2 separate regions of the Rattus norvegicus genome follow, and region 2 is linked to region 1. A link is a contact called in public Hi-C data. All regions are on one chromosome and are shown on one strand. Each heading gives the region's core, a stretch centred on a gene start, on an enhancer-like site or on the middle of the called end of the contact. The rest is flanking DNA. Distances are from core to core; before and after follow the strand shown.

Evidence for each region. A called contact is a pair of places that touch in the nucleus more often than the background predicts.
Region 2: a contact with region 1 is called in a Hi-C map of frontal cortex, with 2.4 times the contacts expected there. The contact joins two enhancer-like sites. A contact is called at or near these places in 2 of 12 Hi-C or Micro-C datasets (the A7r5 cell line and frontal cortex).

Annotation. Positions count from the first base shown.
Region 1 is chr15:76,374,709-76,379,573 of GRCr8, reverse strand. All of the region lies in intron 1 of Pcdh9 (protocadherin 9), which reads left to right. Among named protein-coding and RNA genes, the nearest start is that of Pcdh9, 270 kb to the left of the region's middle. Within about 2 kb of position 1,368, at least 3 of the 93 cell types and tissues checked have an H3K27ac peak or open chromatin away from gene starts, as enhancers often do.
Region 2 is chr15:76,630,461-76,635,577 of GRCr8, reverse strand. The region is part of intron 1 of Pcdh9 (protocadherin 9); the gene reads left to right. Among named protein-coding and RNA genes, the nearest start is that of Pcdh9, 11 kb to the left of the region's middle. Within about 2 kb of position 2,682, at least 12 of the 93 cell types and tissues checked have an H3K27ac peak or open chromatin away from gene starts, as enhancers often do.

The DNA.
Region 1 (4,865 bases), core at 119-2,618:
CATTGAAACTAAAATATTAGTAAAAAAAATAGTTAAGTCAGTGTGCAAGTATTTACATTGGATGAAAATTGCAAGAAGTAAGTTTGCCCTTTTTTTCGAATTTAAGAATAATTTAAAAGAGAAGAAATTTCATTTTCATGGATGGCGTTGACTAAGAAAGAAGAGTTGTGAACAAGATAAGGATGCTGGACTTTCTCAGTCACGTTACCAAAATCCAAGAGGGAATATTCATTTATCAGTTCAGATTGTTCTGTGTAATCTCCTAGCCTACAGTAGCACAAACATTTATTATGGTACATGTTTCTAATGTAACATTAGGACAATATATTGATATGAAAATTATCTATGCTTTACACTCACTGTTCGAGGTTATCTGAATTATAAAAGGGATTACATATGCAACAACCATTAAAGAAACAAGGTCGTGCATTTGAAGAGAGCATGTAGGCACATATGCGAGGGTTTAGTGATGAAAGAGAATAGAGAAAAGATGTGATTTCTCTAAAATCTCAAATAAAAGTATTTTAGAAGGGAGTTTTAAATGGTACGTGTAATACTAACGATTCATGGACTTAACAGTGTTTCAAAAAAATGTGGGCTTGAAAATTAAATATGCCTCAAACATCTGTGGATGCATGGAATCACTGAGAAGTATTCATGATCATGAGGGTTGTTACAACTCACTTTATTTTTAATTAAAAATAACTGGCAGAGTCCTGAAATGCTACACAGAGAGTTTAACATCGCCAGTATGTCTTTCGGAAGCAGTTTTTATATTTCTGTCTCTAGGATAGGTAAATACGCCTGAAGGGTCAAACTAAGCCACTTTAGCTCTACTTAAAGAGAGTCATTGTGTCTTATTAAAAGATAAGTTTGGGAGTAAGCAATGCCCTGTTGGAATTCCATCTTTTACTCTTCTTCCTAGCATTAAATATGTGAGATCTTCTTCATTCCTATGCATCAAAGGTGCTATGCTAAATGTGATGTTTTAGGCAGTTAGGAACAGTCATGCATGTGTTGCGGCTACATATAATAACCTGATAGAGTGGTAATATGAAGGCATCATTGATACTTGTTCTTTTTCCAAAGCAACAAGGTTAATATTCCACATGAATCTAAAAAGGGCAATTGATAGCTATGTACTAGATGATTGGCAGAATCAGAGTTTCAGAAAATTTAATTGGGAAAAACAACGTGCCCTAATATATGGACTTGAAGTAAAAATATTTCAGAGAAATTTAAGAAAGCAACTCAAACTAGCTAAGGGCAAAGGAGTCATGATCTGACAAAAGCTCATCTTAAAGAGTTGGGTAACCTTAGTTGATTCTTAAGTAGATAATGAGTCATCCTGGGATGGGAATGCCAAGAAGAGCTAATGGAGTCTTGGGCATCTTTAATAGAAGTGTGCACTACAAAACTATGGAGAGTAGTTTCCACAGTTCTCTGCACTGCTAAGAGCAGCTGCAAGATAATGTCATGTTTTGGATGGTACACATTATGAAACACTCTAAAGTTAGAGAAGGACAAAAGACTATTTGCAAATGATGCTGTTCGAGGAAAATAGAGAATTTAAGACATATAGACACATGTCAGTATTTCAAAGGCTTCTTCTGGATGAAAAAAAAAGAAAGAAAGAGATTTCATCTAACAAAATGTAAGATTAATGTGAGTTATATAAGCAGGTAAATTTGGAATTTCTGTAATGAAGTAACTTCTTTCTAAACTGAACTGTTAAAAAAGGAATGCTTTCCTTCTGAGGTGGCAAATCTCTTGCCAATGTAAGTGTTGAAGCAGATGCTGAATGATCTTTACTGATAGAACAGGAAGGGAGAGTCCTTTATCTATAGTTACTAAGTGCATGGTAGGTATCTGTGGCACAAAGTGATAAGCAGAGACCATAAAATGGCTTAAGTCTAAAAACTTCATACAGTCTCTAATACAATGAAGTTTGATAGCTCCTTTGAAATGCAAAATTATATGAACTGTTTTAATATATTAAAAGAAAATGACCAAATGAAGTCCTTTATAACATATTTCAATTGATTCGATTTTTTAACTTGTAGAACAAGTTAGGAAATATTAGGAAATATTTTGTTTATGTTTACATTATTTTTATACTACATTTAGTATTATATATGAGGCTTCTCTAAGTTTTTGTCGCTTGAGTTAAAAGTGCTTATGACTCAACATTTAAAAAAAAGCTTTCATATTAGCTCGGCACTGCTCTAAATAGATCAGTTCAATGATTGAAGTGCTCTGCAGGCACGAGAACCATAGACATAGCCGTATCCAACTGTAAGCCTTTAAATCTAACTCGTCTAAGAGCCTCATTTGAATATTATTTGCCTTTATATTGGTTTAAATATTTTGGTCAAATAATACTGGCTAGTAGCAGTTCAAATAAATAATTATTTCATACTGCATTTTACAGCTCTGTGCTATTCCTCCAATAGAACTTGGCATCTTTCCTCTTTTAGAAACTATATATTGTCTGGAATTGTAAGCCTCTTTTCTCTGTTTTCGAGTCAGGAATCATCTAGATAGGTCATTCTGCTCTGGCCCTTTTCTCTCATATGCATCTGATTTAAGTACTAAAGTTGGCAATTGATGTGTTTATTTATCCATACATATAGGGCATCAACATAGCCAAGGCTACCTTTACTTTCTCATTTGGCTTCAGGCTGTTCATTTAATCAGTTCATGTGTCCTAATTGCAGGTCCCTAACAACACTGAAGACTTTTCCAACTTCCCTTATTTTCTTCACAGTTTGTCTCATTTTTTCAGCTATTTTCTGCAGAACACTTTAGGCATTTCCTACAGAATGGACACAAACATTGTGATGCCCCCATGAGTCTATAATCTAAGTATACACTGACACCATTGTCCATAAATCATGTGAAGTAAGTTGAAAACACCATCTTAACCCTGTAGAGAGAGAAACCCGCCCGGCATCAGAGGATACCCTTCTGTAATCCCCTCATGAAGGAAATTGAGGCAGCAGGATCCCTAGGAATTTGAGGCCAGGGGTGCATAACAATTTCAGGATATTCAAAGATATAGAGAGTTTGTTTCAGAAACTTAACAAAGACAAAATGGACAAAAACTAAAACAAGGAAACATGAATTTTAAAGTTATTACAAATCTCAACTTGTCTGGGATCATACTGTCTTCAATCAACTTTTCCTAATAAATACATTTTAATGTGTCTGAAATAACTTTCTATGTTTCCAAAACAACCTTTAGTTTCAACAGTCATGTCCGTAGCCACTGTTGTTAGGAGCCTACAGAAGAACTGGTAGGTGCTCTTTGACTTGCCTTGAATCTCAAGTTTTAAAATTGTTTTTATATACTCTTTTTCTTCAACATCACTAGTATCTTCATAGATCAGTACTTGCACTTGTTACCAAAAACATTTTATAACTGCATATAGTGGATTTATCCTTGTAATCTAAGCACTGGAGAGACTGAGACAGGAGGATTGCCCAGAATATGAGGCTAAACTAAGCTATAAAAATGTGACCTGTGACTCCAAAAAATTCTGAAGAATGAAAAGCCAAAAACCAACCAACCAAAGGAACAAATAAAAGTAAAATAAAACAAACATAAATGATGAAATAAACAAGAAAAGGCATAAATATATGTTATATATTTATATGAATATATATTATCCATTTTATACGTCACACAAACTAAATAGTATGTGGTACAGGTGTGGTAATAATAATTATGACTGATTTGAAATGAAAATGAGAAAAGTCAAGCCCAGAAACCCACACAACAGCCTATAAGCTTGTGTATGTTGAGATAAGGATGAGGTTCTCTCTTATAAAATCCCTAGCACAGAAATCAAGAAATAAAAACTACAACACAAATATAGGAAATGCATTTCTTCAACTTCAGCATATCGCACTGCTCTTCCTCATTTTTGGTATGAAATGTCAATGATAACATTTTTAAAGGGATTTTGAAAACATAATTCATTTCTTAAATGGGAAATGTCTGATTTTGCCTTTAATTTCTGCCTTTTCTAATAATTCCTGCGTTATATAACATGGCTTTGAAGGTTTCAGAATAGATATATCTAAAATTTATTTTGAACAAAATTTGATATTTTTCCATAGATGATTAATTCAACCACCCTAATCAACATTAAAAATAGCCAAAAATATCGTCTTATTAAGATAATAATGTTGCCATCATTACTATCTTAAAGATCATAACGAGTCTTTATAAAATATTTACTCAACTAATAATAGGTTTCTTATTTCAGGTGTGATATCCTTGCAAAGGAAAATAAACAGATTTGAATCGAAATAGGAGAGGGGGGGGAAAGCTGTAAAAGGTCGCGGTTGCAATGCTTGAGCAGGCTTCATTTTGGGGTGTATGGAGGAGGCTGCAATCGTTTGAAAAGTGTAATCTGGAAGACTTCCTAAGCATATGGAGTGGTTAGAAAAAAATGGCACAGAAATGCGAGTGAGGAAAAGAGAGAATTGGATAAATCAAGGGAAAAGCTTGGGGGAAGGGAAGCGCCTGGTCCTAGACCAGATGTCGAGATGGCCATTGTGGGCTTGCGTTTGACATCACAGGATTATTCTGAGTGTGCGTTTTAAAAGAATAAGCTCCTGTAATAGTTCAATAAAGGCCTGACTGGTTGGAATGGTTAAAGAAGGTTTTAAATGAGAGGGCTTTCCAGTTTCAGCATATGGACTGAAGTAGATTTTAGAATTAAATATGTCCAATAATGGGCACAAAGGGTTTTTTCATTTTAAGCACTGCCTAGCATCCCGATGACTGTGTTTTATAGTGTGCATTGCTCCCCTTCTGAGTCAAAGGTCACTACACAATGATTTGAAGCTTTTTAAGT
Region 2 (5,117 bases), core at 1,433-3,932, 250 kb before region 1:
TAAGTTCTTTGGATAGAGGATTCTGGATTTCCACCAAGTGTCAAGAGCTTCATCTTGTGTTGTTCCACCTGTCTAAGGCTAAGTGTTTGCACAGCACTGCTCTGCATTTCCTGATTTGATTTTCCTGGTTTGGCTCTGCTATAGATAAAGGCTTAGTGTTTGTGTCTTTATGAACAAAACAAAGAAAACACTTCTTTTCTGGACTGTTCAATGTTTGTACTTAAAAATCCTTAAGGCATAAGCCTTTCTGCATGTAGTGTTGTGTTTCCATGAGGTAGGGTAAAGTTAGAAGCTGCCATCTTAAGAGTATTAGTTTGTTGATGAAGTATCTTACATAGTAGCTTGTTGTGTAGCTAAAAATGATAGATTGTGGACATTTTTATTTCTTAATATTCATTTTCAAGTAATGTTCTTTCTGAATTCCTATGTGAAGTATATAACACTACAGAAGTAAATTATAGATATGATGTAGAAATAGGATTCCTCATGTATATGAGGAGATACATACACTCTAGTGTTTAAATTTTTATCAGTTGTTAGTTCAGATAACTGCTAAAACTGTCAAACATTTCATTTGGAAAGGAACACATGCCTTTTTGCCTTTGTTCGATACAATCCTATTGGGCTGTCAGTCTTCAGAAACATAGAACTTGAAAGATATATTACTGTGATTGACGTTTTTACTTTAGATTTACATTCCTTTTTTCCATAAGCCAAGATTCATTAAAATTTGAAGCTCCTGTGTGAGTTAAACAACTTTTTTAATAGTAGAGTGTTTATAACTGAAAGTGGATTTAAAAGTCTGATACTTAAATTTTAAGAATTTCACACTTATTTTTTTTTGTTCTATAATGAGTGTGTCTCCTATAGATAAGAGTAGAGACAGCATTACTAGAGTTTTCAAGGTTATAATATATAATTCAAAAGAAGCCAGAATCCTGTGGGCATGCATTAGAAATCTATTTTTACCTGTATATCCAGTAAGACCTGTGAAATACCTGTAATCATCTTCATGAGTACTTACACAAGCATGTGTTGCTTTGTAAATGACTGACGTGGTACAAGCTAATCGGGCAGTGATGGTGTAAACTAGGCAGGATCCCAAAACACATCTGACTGTTTCTTCTTATTCACTCCATACAAATTATTCCAGCACATGCAAGGAAAGAGGTGTTCTTGCTAGACATCATTCCCACATAGAATTTCACCAGGTCTACTAATGTGTGCAGGCTTTTACTTATGTTGCCTATAGGAAAGAATGATGGTTTTTGTCAAATTTTCTTGCTTGTGTAATATCTTTGATTTAATATTCTTCTTCCATAGTTTTTGCTATCGAACCATCTTTGTGTTTTAGTACCATGCAGCTTTGCACTCTCCAGTTCCAAGCCCTTTTCAATCTCTCAGCAGTTGATTAAGAAATACTCTAATCCCTTTTAGAATACTGAGGAAGTAATGGGTGGCAGGAGCTTTGACTCTTTAAGCTTCCACTGCCATGCTAGGAAGAATTGTTACTGAGTGACTGTTTGCGCATGTCTGCCCTCCTGCTACTTTCTTGGCCTCATTTTTTTCTTCCAAATCTTCAGCGTTCATCCTGAGAATATTTATTTTAGTCGGAAATAAGCATGCCAGTGATAGACGTTTGGGATCCACCTCCAAATGAATGCCAACACAGACCAGGAAGTCCTGATGCATTTTGCATAGATCTGTATGAACACAGTGAACCCTTCATAAGCTCTTAGATTGCAGGAAATCAGTGTTGAAAATTAAGTGGGGTTTTAAAGATTTGCAATGTAGAGAGCTTTGTATAATGCTGGAATTGCAGGTGCCTATTAAATATAAAGTAAAGGCTTTGTAATACAACCAGCTAACACGTTTCCCTCCACATTAGAGTGATTTATAGCCTAGGGAATTAGGTTTGCCTATTTTTTTTCCAACGCAGACACATTTGGATGTATTCAAAAGAATGAAAATCGCAGGCATGCCTTAGAATGGACAAGTTTGCTCTTTGATGTTTCTGGTTCTGAAGAACAGACAATGGAGGAGAGCTGGGACTTTCTTGGAGGTGTCTCCGATGCCCCTGATTTGGGCTATCACCACCCCTGCGAAAACACTCTCAAGTTTGTGATTAGAATCTGCTCTGGCTGTAGAAAAAAAAAAAAGGAAGAAAGCCCTAGGTATCTCGAATCATTTCTCAAGAAATTTGTTAGAATTCGTTTCTGCTTCATTCCCAAACATTGCATATTTAATCGCATGGCTCTTTGGTCCAGGTATGGATAGATCTTATCATATTTACCTCCTTGACGGTGCGGAGCAGATGGCTGGCACTTCTCTAACACTTGATGTTGCAGGTTCGCCTGCTTACGTATAATTTGGTAGACATAGCCATACATATTTCAAAATAATTACGTATACGCCTTTTTTTAATGCTGCCATGTAAAGCATTTAATCATGTGTGGCTCACAATCCGTACATGGCCAAGTGGCTGGCCCTTTTCATCATAGATGATTAGTTTGGGAAACAAAAGACTGGCAATTACAATTCAGAGAGTGGGTTTTTTTAGTTCTTCCCCCATTTCCTCATTAAACAAACATCAATAAGGAGGAAATGGAAGCAGGAGGCTTTAAGAGATGAAGCTGTGTCTTTCAAAGAAAGAAAATGTCTTCTGCTGACAGTAGTTCTGTAGTAGATCTTCTCTGAGAAAAAGGAAACCAGTGCTTTTTAGGATTCCAAGGATACAACCAATCTGGGCCTCTGTGTGATAACAGCTGCATGCTGAGGCCTTTCAAACGCTCAGCTACACAGGATTCGGCAGGAGGCTGTGTAGATGGTGCAAGTGACAAATGGAGACAAAATGGAGTGAGTTCTGAGATGCGAGTTGATGCCCTCCTGAGTCATATATTCATGTCATTGAACCGATTTTCACATTGGAAGTCCTGAGTCACAATGGCCTTTCCTCTTTATCAGCTGAGAGTGAACCCGTCCCAGCAATTTCTCTTTGCTCTATGTCTTATTAATCACTAGATGGAAGACATTCATTTGTATTATTTAGTGTGTACTTTTAGCTTCTAAGTGTTTTGGTTGATTTTAAATGATATATATTTTTCTATAGATCTCTTTACCATAAACATGATATGTATACAAACATACATATACAAACACACACACACACACACACACATACACATACACATGCACACACAGGTAAATATCTTGACAGTATACATGAAGTGTTTCATAAACTTCGTATCATGTCCTTCCTTTTTTGAAATACCATACAGACCCTGTATTTTGAGCTAATATTTCATTCACTACTGTCAGCATTTGCCTGTCCTCATTCATGTTTTTCCTAAAGATAAGGAATAATATTTTGTTTTGTTGTGTCTAGGATAAGAATGTTTTGTCTCACCATATTCAAATTTCCTGCATAAAAGGTAATAGGGTTTATGTGAAAATTGCCTATATTTTTGCCTCAAAATTAAAATAAGTATGATGGTGTGTTAGCATGATTTGAAGCCCCTCCTTTCAGTCAGTCTTAGCAGTAAGACCTGTTGCAAATGCAGTGACAGCAAAATATGTTAATTTCATTGATTTTTTTAAAATACGGTGAAAATTGACAAAAGCATTTTGATACCTGAAATCTCTATTTTAGACAATTAAATTTTGCTTGAGGTAAGGGTCATTGACTTCTGGGTAGTACTAGGAGCAATGATCCTCAGGGTTTAAACTTTTCTGGCAACACCATCTGTTACTGGCAGAACTGTGCATCCTCTGCAGCTGACATAGGCCCACCCTAGGTAAACAGCCAGTATGGTAGAAAGCGCAGACCTGGTTTTAGTATTAAATGTCAATGCAGGTAGTCCACATACTGAAACATCTCTATTTGCAGTATAATCGTTAGGGGAGCTGTAGTGAGTTCCTCAGAGTGTCAATATGACTCACTTACATTTCTTTATCCCTACATGAGGGCAGAGGTGAACCAAGTAGACGATCCGAGAGATCTCCTGAGAGAGTTCTGTAATTGAACTTAATACTTGCATTATACTTTTCATTTATATTCTGTCTATAAGAACTGTGTAAGAAGACACAACCATTATCATGCACTGTTTACATTTTCCCACCATATTTGACTTAGCCATCATGCTTTGTTTTTTTCTTATGTATACTAGGTGTGTCCATTAAATTATATACCAAGGGTCTCATTCATTAACCATGGAAAGAGTGAAAGACATAACCCAGGATGAGGAATCCTCTCTTTGGGTCTCCACATTGTTAGTGGTTTATTTCTTTTTTCTTTTTTTTTCTTCTTCTCATTGATGTGACAAAATATGGACAAGATCAAGTTACAGCAGAAAGCAAAAGTTTACATTGGTTCATAGTCGGAGGGCAGTGTTCATCACGAAATGAAAGGCACAGCAGCAGGGCCATGAAGCGACTGGTCAGATTATATCTTGTGTCAGGAGGCAGAGATAAGTGAATGCTTGAGTCCAGCATGCCATCTCTTCTTTATTCCGTGTGCGATCCCAATCTTTGGGATTTCCTTAATTTAAAACCACACTCAAAGGTATTTATCCACGGCCAGTCTAGATTCTAACAGGTTGGTGGTCAGTACTGACCATCACGATATTTAAATTGAATATCGATTGACTGATTTCCTCAAAATAGAATGCCCTTCTGCATTGGAGAAAGATATGAAAACATCCAGCAATGGTACCGTGCGAGTATCATTAACGCACTCATTAGTGAGGTAGAAAATGCACAAGAATCTAACAAGTGCTCTATAAAAGGAAGCGAAATAATAACTGGATAGTGATTAATGCAGTGTCTGGTTACTATATTAATTTTAGAAAGACAAATTTAGTGTCTAATAGAACTCAGAGGACTCTTGCATGCTGAAGCTTCAAATGTGCCTTTGAGATGATTTGACCTATTTAATTCATTTTGCAGCTAAGAAATTGGAGACCATAGAAATAATTTGATATTTGTCGTAGCAGAAATGACTGGGTGATCTACTATATGAAAATGTTGTGACTATTAATACAGAATTGCATTTGCCTAGACAGTAGAAATGGGCCCTTGGTTTCTTTGTGCTGTGGACATTCTCATTCTTATTAAGATTT